3 separate regions of the Sus scrofa genome follow, and regions 2 and 3 are each linked to region 1. The links are chromatin contacts, called in public HiChIP or PLAC-seq maps. All regions are on one chromosome and are shown on one strand. The core of a region is the stretch at or near the end of the contact, and the rest is flanking DNA. Distances in the headings are between cores, read along the strand shown.

Evidence for each region. HiChIP or PLAC-seq counts read pairs in DNA pulled down with a chosen protein or histone mark.
Region 2: a contact with region 1 is called in an H3K27ac HiChIP or PLAC-seq map of alveolar macrophages. The contact joins the promoter of RNF214 here to the promoter of BUD13 in region 1. A contact is called at or near these places in 1 of 47 Hi-C or Micro-C datasets (heart right ventricle) and 1 of 2 datasets of contacts at active chromatin or transcription factors (alveolar macrophages).
Region 3: an H3K27ac HiChIP or PLAC-seq map of alveolar macrophages shows a contact between it and region 1. The contact joins the promoter of SIDT2 here to the promoter of BUD13 in region 1. A contact is called at or near these places in 1 of 5 promoter capture datasets (liver) and 2 of 2 datasets of contacts at active chromatin or transcription factors (alveolar macrophages and skeletal muscle).

What each region holds. Positions count from the first base shown.
Region 1 is chr9:44,163,717-44,166,855 of Sscrofa11.1, forward strand. It overlaps BUD13 (BUD13 homolog), which reads right to left and starts at 1,694. Exons shown (of 10, transcript XM_021062876.1): 1 at 1,376-1,694. The coding sequence starts at 1,518.
Region 2 is chr9:44,595,339-44,598,477 of Sscrofa11.1, forward strand. It overlaps RNF214 (RING finger protein 214), which reads left to right and starts at 1,642. Exons shown (of 16, transcript XM_021062882.1): 1 at 1,642-1,747. PCSK7 (proprotein convertase subtilisin/kexin type 7) reads right to left here and starts at 1,211. Exons shown (of 17, transcript XM_021062880.1): 1 at 1,060-1,211.
Region 3 is chr9:44,541,969-44,545,107 of Sscrofa11.1, forward strand. It overlaps SIDT2 (SID1 transmembrane family member 2), which reads left to right and starts at 1,680. Exons shown (of 26, transcript XM_003129880.3): 1 at 1,680-2,450. The coding sequence starts at 2,268.

The DNA.
Region 1 (3,139 bases), core at 444-2,943:
GACATAAAGGAAGAATAACGGGACAACCAAATCAGGAAAGGAAATGGATTAGTCCCTTGTAGCTATCTGACTTTACTGGGTAGTTTCCTAGAGCTGCCTAATAAAGTACCACAAAACTGGGTGGCTTAAAACAACAGAAATGTATTCTCTCACAGCTCCGGAGGCTTCAAGTCTGAAATCAAGGTATCTGCAAGGCAACGCCTGCCAGGAAGGCTCTAGGGGAAGATCTTTCCTTGACTCATCCAGTATCTGGTAGCTCCTAGTGGCATATGAATCCAGTCCAGTCTCAGCCTCCATCTTCACACAGTAATTTTCCCTCAAAGCCTGTTTTTGTATCCAAATTTTCCTCTTCTTAAAAGGACATCAGTCATATTGGACTTAGCGCCCATCCTAATTCACTATGACCTCATCTTAACTAATTACATCTACAAAGACCCTATTTCTTCTTTTTTTTTTTTCTTCTTTTTGTCTTTTTAGGGCCGCACCTACAGCATATGGAGGTTCCCAGGCTAGGGGTCGAATGGGAGCTGTAGCCCGCCAATGCCACAGCCAGGCAGGATCCGAGCAGCGTCTGCGACCTACACCACCGCTCATGGCAACGCTGGATCCTTAACCCACTGAGCGGGGCCAGGGATCGAACCCACAATTTCATGGATCTTAGCCAGTTCGTTACCGCTGAGCCACTGACAGGAACACCAGACCCTATTTCTAATGTCATACTCTGAGGTCCTGGGTGGTCATAAATTGGAGAGAAGAGGCACTATTCAACCCAGCACGCTGGGCCACGTAATTTTCCTTGTTTGACAAATGGGGTTAACAACAACATCTACTTCATGGTAGCGTTATGAAGCTTAAATAAATTCATGTATATCTAAAGGACTCAGAACGGTGCCTGGCACATGACAAGAACTGTACAAATGTTACTTGGTGGTGGTAGTAGTAGTGGTAGTAGTAAGAATAACAGGAAATGAGCACCAGGTTTCCAACTCAGGACGGGAGTCCTTAGGATTGGAGAAGCGCCCCCCCCCCCCCCGCCCCAGACAGGTTCTGGGCCCTAAATACCCAAGCCCAGAGCCTTTGAATTCGCTCCACCAATACTTTCAGGGTATAATATTCATTCTCTGCGAGAGAAGACGGACTGCTATAAAAGCGGGAAGAGAGTAATGAAAGTTACAGCCTGGCCTGAATACACCCAAGTTACTGCCGAAGCGCGCGAGAAGCGGCCCCGGCCGACTCTGGGCTGAGGCAGGGTCGGGCGAGCAGTCAAAGCCGGGCAGCCCGCGACCCGTCGAGGAAGAGCCGGGCCGAGGGCGGAGCTGGGAAGGCGGGAGGGGGGGGGCAGCCCCGCGGACCCAAGCCGCCAGACCCAACTCACCCCTTGCCGCCAGCCCCGCCAGTCTTCGGCCGCTTTTTGCGACGCTTGCGGCCGGATTCAGGGCCCCCGTCGACACCGGCATCTGCCCCGGACAAGTAACGCTTCAGATACTCGGCCTTGGAGAGCGGCGGAGCTGCCGCCATGGCAGCGGCGAGGGCGGGGAGACGGACGGGCGCTAGGGACAAAATTCTTGAACGCGAAACGAACGGCGAGGACCCTAGGAGGCGCAACCGGGCCCGGAAGTGGCCGAGTATTTGGAGCAGTCCAAGCTGATAGATGAAAGAGAGCGTTTAAGGGCTAATGAGGAATGAGCATATCTCCGGTGCCCAGTCTACATCCCCCCGCCCCCCGATGCGCAACCGTGTTTTTCCTGTTGTCCATCTATCTGCTCATTCAAGCCTTATTGCAGCAACAAGGCTACAACTGCGACTCCAGAGATCTACTTCAGAGTTGCAGCGCATCTAAGTTTGAGTTCTGGTTTCATAACTTCCTAGCTGTACGACCTTGGGCAAATTATTTAACAAAATGGGGATAAAAATCACACCTAAATCAATGGTTGCAATGACTTGAGAGAATATTACCGTGTAAAGTGCTTTGAACAGCATCTGGTACACAGTATGTTAGTTATTTTTATTAGCATGTTTAGATGGAGAGGAATCTGCTTTAATAGGCCTTCAAGAACCACTCAAGAGAGGAAGTCAGGAATTCCAAACCCAGTATAATTGTTCTGAAAAATATGGAGGTTTCTAACCTGTGTAACTTATCCACATTCGGTATTACTGGTTGCCCCTAGCTATCTCTTGTGTGGAAAATCTCCAGTGCAAAGGACTTGGATCTATTTTCAGTATCGTGAAAGAAGCTAGAAAGACTGAATTCTAATACTCAAGTTTGGGGAGAAGACTTTTTCTTGTAAGCATTAAGAGCTTTACTTGAATTATCTCATTTAACCCTCATGTTTCTCAGATAGTTTTATTATCCTTACAGATGAGAAAACTGAAACTTGGAGAAGTTAAGTTGCCCAACTTCACACAGCCAGAATATATGACCCTTGGGAGCAGAGGCCAAAAAGGTGGGGTACAAGAGGTAATACAAAATTTCTGGAAAAAAATTATATCTTACATTCTATGTATCTCATTATATATGTTAAATCACTGTAACTGTTTCAAGGCATTACTCAAGAAGGCATTGTCATACTTTATCACTAAATACATGTATCTTGGGATACATGTTCAGAAAATACTTATATGTAACAAAACAGGTTTGGAGATCACCGCCCTGAAGCAAGAAATTTTAACCTCTGGGCCATACTGACTGGTCACAGCACCGGCCCAGGAAGAAAAGCAGGCTGGGTCTCTTGAGGGCTTGTGAGAAGGGGGCACTGGACTGACAGGGGAATCAATAGCTGCAGGGGACCATAGGTCCCCCACCCACAACCTTGCCTTGGCTTCTAGTCTGCTTTAATGTACCTCAAGCTGGTGTCAGCAGACATGGGGAGTCTCCCACTGCCACTCCAGTGAATATTACTCCTATAGTTCTCTCAACCCCATGCCCTCCTGCCCTCTTCTGTCATCAGTTCTACCTCTACCCATTCCACTCAATACCTACCCTTAGCCTGACAAGACCCAAGCTCTAGTCTTAACACTTCCTCACAGGGCAGTTAAGCAGGACCAAAGGAATTCATGACCAGTGGCAGTCTAAGTTTTACCCTTTCCCTGCAGTTCAATGCCCCCGCCTTCCCTGACACCACCCAGACCCCTTCCCTGC
Region 2 (3,139 bases), core at 392-2,891, 430 kb after region 1:
CCTGGGGAGCAGGGGTGACTGGCAAGCAGCACTAAAGGGCTACCCTTAGCCACTAGCTCAGCAAGGTGGCTTAGGAGTGAGGGCTCAACCCTGGAATGGGGGACTGCCACCTGTGGTTGATAGATGGGCCAAATTAGAACTGGTGGGCAACTGTGGGGACAAGGACAGGTGAATGGTGGTAGAACATGTATGTACCTATGGGTGACTGGGCTCCTTTAGAAGCATCTGATCTCTATGGGGAGAGGCAGGGCTTAGTGCTTACACACATATCCGATTGGATCAGTCTCAAAACATTACAGAAACATGGGCATTTTACCGAAGTCTCTTTGGAAAGGGAGACGGGAACTTCTGCCACCTAACATTTCCCTCCAAAAAGCTGCATATCTCCTCTCTTTTCCTTTTAGGTTCTCCACCCTCCAGCAGCCTTGACTGTCCAAGATAGTCAGCTCTCTTTCCCAGTCTGCATACCTTACTAAGCAAAACAAAATCTGGCTAGCCTTGATAGTGATCCAACTAGGCAGGCTCTTACAGTCTCAGTGGAGCTCACAGATTTCCCAAAGAGAGGAGAAACCTGACCACCATGGCCTCCACTCCCTCTGGCGGAGCAGTGCTTTACTCCTGACCCTCCCATCCTAGGCTTCTGGGAATGGAACCTTAATCTGAAAGCAGATCTCAACTTCACCCAACTGCTAGGCGTGTCTTTGCAGCTCTTAGGTGCTAAGAGAAGAGGAAGATACAGGCAGCCCCAAGTTCAAGACTTGGCTCCCAAGACCCTGTCCTCCTCGCAACCTGTTCCTAGAAACCAAGCTGCCGGTACCGGGTTCAGTTTCATTGGCTTCCTCCTCCCTAGCCTTGATTGCCCCGTGCAATGTGGCCCTCTCCTCAGAGAACCCATACTATCCTGGAATCCAAGACCCCGTGGCCCAGTCTTCCTGGGCTCCCCCACGCCGGGACTGAAGGCGCCCTTTGTGCAGCTCTTTCACCCTCGGACACCGGCCGCCCCCAGTTCCAGGCCACTCGGACTTCCAATGCCTCGCCCCCACCGAGTTCCCAACTCACCGGCCCGGCCGCAGCTGCTGCCGCCGCCTCCCTGCGGAAACTCGCGGCTTCCCGGGAACCTGAGGAGCCAGTGACAGTAGCATCACTTCCGCCCGGCAGCTCAGCCAATCAGCAGCGGGTCCTCGGGCCGGGCCGACCCGCCGGGAGCAGCCGGCGCTAGGGGGCCGGTTCCTTCGGGCATCCTCTACTGAAAGAGCAGCGTGCGGGTGTGGTGGGCGCTCCTCTCAGGGCCCACCGCCCCAACTTCGGGCATCTCCAAGAGAGACCCTCTCCAGACAGACGGTCCTCTCCTTCTTGGCCAGAGAAAAGGCATCTCTGCTGTAACCTCCAAAAACACCTCTCTCTCTGATCGCCATGATCCCCTCTCTCTGTAATCCTCCTAAAGGCGGCCCTCCCTTCACCACGTCTCCTTTCTTCCGGAGGTCACATCTCCTTTCGTCCCTGCGCCCCGGGAGAGTCCACTAGTATCTTAAGGGCTTCCGCAGTGTCCGCGTCCCCTCACGGTGCCGGCTCCCGCCGCCAGAGGGCGCCGTCGGGGGCGGCGCGGTGCCACCGCGGCCTCTCCTCTCCTGGCCGAGCCTCGCCCCCGCCGCTCGTGCCGCCGGAAGTGGGAGGTGTCGCGCGCGGGCCGGCGCTCGACCCCTCCCCCCAAGCTCGGCCGCCCCCTCCCCCCGCTCCGCCCGCTCAGGTGCGTCCCGTCCCTCCCCCCTTCCCTCCCGGAGGCGCGGCGCGGGAGGTGTGTGCGGGGCGGGTGCGAGGGCCGGGGGCAGTGGCGCAAGGGGCGGGGGATCGGGCCGGGGGGCGTGGAGGGAGCTGCGGGGACGGGGGCTGGGGTCCTGGCCTAGAAGTGGGACGGGGGCTGGCAGCCAGGCGGCGCAGGGGGGCGGGGGGCAAGGTTTGGAGGGGCTCTGGCAGGAGGAAGCAGCCCACTGGGCCAGCCCCCTGTGGACTGCCGCCGGGACCACCCGGCGCGGCTTCCCCCCATTGTCCCCTTCGCGTCAGTCCCCGGATCTCCTGAGGACCAGTCGCAACTGGCGTCGCCGTCTAGCTGGTGGTCGCCGCCGGCTTGTGGTACCGGGTTTTCCTTGGCACTTTCGACTTTACGCCCCTCGCCGCAGCCTCTGCCAGATGGCCCTGGTCCCCTCTCCTCTGGGCTCTGAGCTGCGGAGTTGCTTGGAGGACCCGTGCCCTCTGGTTTTGACTACCGGGAGCCAAGGACCCTGGCCCGGGCTCTGATGGGCCAGGGCATTTGCACCTGAGCTAGCGGTAGGGGCGATCTAGGGCCCGTTTTCTTCTGGGAGACTTGTATGTTGGGGAAACTGAGGCACAGGGGGTCTCTGGCCTGGGACTGAAGTGTTAGCACAGTCCAGCCTCCATGTCTACCCTGTGCGCTCGCTTTTCGAGGGTTAGGAATGTACAAATGAAGCTATTAAAAACAAGAATTTAACCCCGTGTTACATCCCTCTTCCTCTCCCTTCACCGTAGAGGGCGGTGATTTGTCTGCAACATAAAGGATGACCTTTTGATCTAAGAAAGGCATCTGTCTCAGTTCCCTTGCTTGGATTACTCTTTTTTTCATTTTCGTACTGGAGTAACCAAGATTCTCATACTCTTCTGCACCTCGGTAGTAACTCTGAAGAGTCTGTACTTTTCTCAGTCAGTGGTTGTCAAACTTCTCCCATCTGCCAGCAACACAGAGTCTAAGTGAGAGATACTAAGATTGCCCGGTAAAATACTGCTTTTTCTCTCCCACATGAACACCTCCAGAAAACTTTACTCCAAATAATGGAGGATGCTTTTAATGTAACAGCCGTAAAATGATTCTAAAACATAAGATATTATTGATATTAGGCCAAAAATTACATCCATTGTAAATGATACGAGACAAGGTAAGTATGTGCACCGTTTGGAAGAGTCTTAACAGTCTATATAATCTGCTGTCTGTGAGAGGGCATTCTCCTGAAGTGAAAAAGACATATAAGTTTGAGGATTGATGTCCCCTGGGACCTATCGAGTATAATGGCTCTTCTAATGCCCTGCTAGAGAATAAATACTCAAGTATTTTCTCCTGGAGCCCAAG
Region 3 (3,139 bases), core at 430-2,929, 380 kb after region 1:
CAGATTCCTGGGTTCCACCTCCAGAGACTGATTCAAAAACTGTAAGTCATGGAAGTTCCCTGGTGGCCTAGTGGTTAAGTGTTGTCACTGCTGTGGCACAGGGCAATCCCTGGCCCAGGAACTTCTGCATGCTGCAGGTGTGGCCACAAAAAGACAAAACACTGTACGTTGTGTATGGATGTGAACTTTATTTATTTATTTTTGTCTTTGCTAGGGCCACTCCTGCGGCATCTGGAGGTTCCCAGGCTAGGGGTCTAATTGGAGCTATAGCCACTGACCTAGGCCAGAGCCACAGCAACGTGGGATCCAAGCCACGTCTGTGACCTACACCACAGTTCACAGCAACGCCGAACCCTTAACCCACTGAGCAAGGCCAGGGATCGAACCTGCAACCTCATGGTTCCTAGTCACATTCGTTAAGCACTGAGCCACAATGGAAACTCCTGGATGTGCACTTTAAACAAACCTAGGGGCACATTTTGCACCAAAGCCTGAGGCACAGGTGTAAGGCTTCTACCCACCACCATGAGCGGCCTGGGCTTATTCAATACAGCCAGGCTATGGCAGAGACGCTCTGGTCCTCAACTTGTGGTGTTTACAGCATCAGAGATACTGGCACAGGGTAGACCAGTCAAATCACATCAGGCTCAGGATAGCAGTGTTTCTTTTTTTATTATTATTATAGTTGATTTATATTGTTATGTCAATTTCTGCTGTACAGCAAAGTGACCCAGCCATACGTCTATACACACTCTCTCATATTATCTTTCATCATATTCCCTCACAAGCGATTGGACATAGTTGCCTGGGCTATGCAGATTGTGTATTCATTTCTCTCCCTTCCTTCCTTCCTTTCTTCCTTCCTTTCCTTCTTTCCTATCCATTCTTTCTTCCTTCCTTCTTTCCTTTTTTTTTTTTTTTTTTTTTTTTTTTTTTTTTGCTTTTTAGGGCCGTACCTGCGGCATATGTAAGTTCCAGGATAGAGGTTGAACTGGAGCTGCAGCTGAGGCCTAGCCACAGCACTGCCAGATCAGAGCTGCATCTTCGACCTACACTACTGAGTGAGGCCAGGGATCCAACATGCATCGACCGGATCGAACTAGTCGGGTTCCTTACCACTGAAGACATGGTGCCAAAATATTTTGTATAAAAGGTTTCACCAATTTACACTGAAAGTCACTACCTTTCAATAAGCTCTGTATCTGCCTCAACAGAGACGAGGAAAATCAGCCCAGCAAGATTGAAGCTCCGCAATCCATGAAGCCCTGTAGCCGCTGCAGTGGGAGGCCAGAGTGCGCAGGGATTCCATCAGCAGTTCTGTCTCAGCTTCCCCTTCTCCGGCAGTTTCCTAGTTGTTTGAAGTTCTTCGTTTCTTAAGATACCAGGCAAAAAAACCGGCCCAGGGGTGAAGGATGTTAGTGACAAAAGCAGAGGTGGGGTGGAGGAGATCCCTACGTCTGAGGATAGAAAAGAATTTGTCAATGAGAATCCAACACTTGGAGAGCCTTCATGGCAACGTCCGTCTAATCCAAAGTGAGCTTCCAGAGACGGGCAGGATAATGAAAAAGGAGGCGTTAATTGGATAGGAGTTGGAGAGGCAGGCCTCCAGCCCGAAGGAGGCGGCCCCTTTAAGGCCCAAGCGCGGGCCTGGCCCTTTAAATCCGTGTCAGTTTCCCTTTACGTCAGCGGGCGGGCCAGCCACCCAGCTGTTTACCGCCCCGCGGCGCTGCTCACTCCCCGGAGATCCGAGCGCCGAAGCAGCCGCGTCCGCCCGCCCTTAAAGGGCCGGCGCCCCCAAAACTCGCCGAGCCGCGCGGCGTCGGGTCTCTACCTCTGTCACGCCTCTCACCCTCTGACTCTCCTCCCAACGCGGCCGCCCCCGCCGCCGGGTTCCCCTCCCTCCCTTCCTCCCTCCCTCGCCCCCCTTTCCCGGCGTCTCCAGGCTCCCAGCAACCAGCCGCCTCCTCGCTCTCAGGGCCCTGGCGGGCGTCCGCCGGGTCTCCGGACAGTGCTCTGTCCCTGGCGAGCTGGGACCCCTTCCTGTGGCCCGTACCCCAAGCTCTCCCCTCCCCTTCTAGCCGCCCCCTCCCCTCTCGGGCTACTGAGAGTGTGTCTATGGCTCCTGGGAGGGGACGATTCCTAATCTCAGGCCGGGGTTAAAGTTCTGGTCCTGGTGAGATGCTGGAAGCTGCGGCCAGAGCCGCAACCTGCCCTGGAGGTGTCCTGTCGCCTGTCGCCGCCGCCGCCACTGCCGCCCTGCCGGGGCCATGTTCGCTCCGGGCTTGGCCTTCTTGGCACTCTTGGTGGCCTCGGTCGAGAGCCATCTGGGGGTTCTGGGGCCTAAGAACGTCTCGCAGAAAGACGCCGAGTTTGAGCGCACCTACGTGGATGAGGTCAACAGCGAGCTGGTCAACATCTACACCTTCAACCATACAGTGACCCGCAACCGGGTGAGGGAAGGGGCTGGGCTGGGGGCTGGTGGTGAGTGGGTGAGGAGACCGGGGCAAGGAGACTCTGCCAGTCCCAAAACCACACCGGACCCTCTTGCCAGTCCTTTTTCCTTTCCTAAAGCTCCTGCTGGACAGTTTTTGAAGTTGCCTCATTCCCATCTTCTTTTTGATCCCTTCCGTTCCACCAGCTGTAGCCTGAGCAGGACTGGCCTGCTCCCTACCCCTCATCCAGAAGCCAGTGGTTCTGTGAGGTCTGGGAGCAAGCAGGAGCAGGCTTGCTAGTAAGCTTGGCCCAGTAAACACCACAGGATGAAACAGGCCCAAACTGAAAGGCTCTGCCCAGTGGGGGTGTGTGTGGTGGGGTGGTATTATAGCTGAGACACCCCAGGGAGGTGAAAGCAGGACTTCCTAAGCTGCTGTTACTGCTGGGACCCGCCCAGCCCTCTTCCTGCCAGCTGGGCCTTGTAAGTTGAAGGTGGTGGAGATACAGCCACCTTCAGGTCTGGTGGGAGAGGAGTTTGTCTTCCGGGGAGAATCTTCTTCATTCTGACCTCTCTTTCGATTCTTCCCCAGCTGTGAGTTGAATGAGTTGAACGCGGGCATAGCAGGGTCTGGGAAGCCTAGACCCATGCAGGGCTGAGATTTGGACTCTTGCAGCCTGGCTCATGTCCTCTTGCTCATCTTTTAAC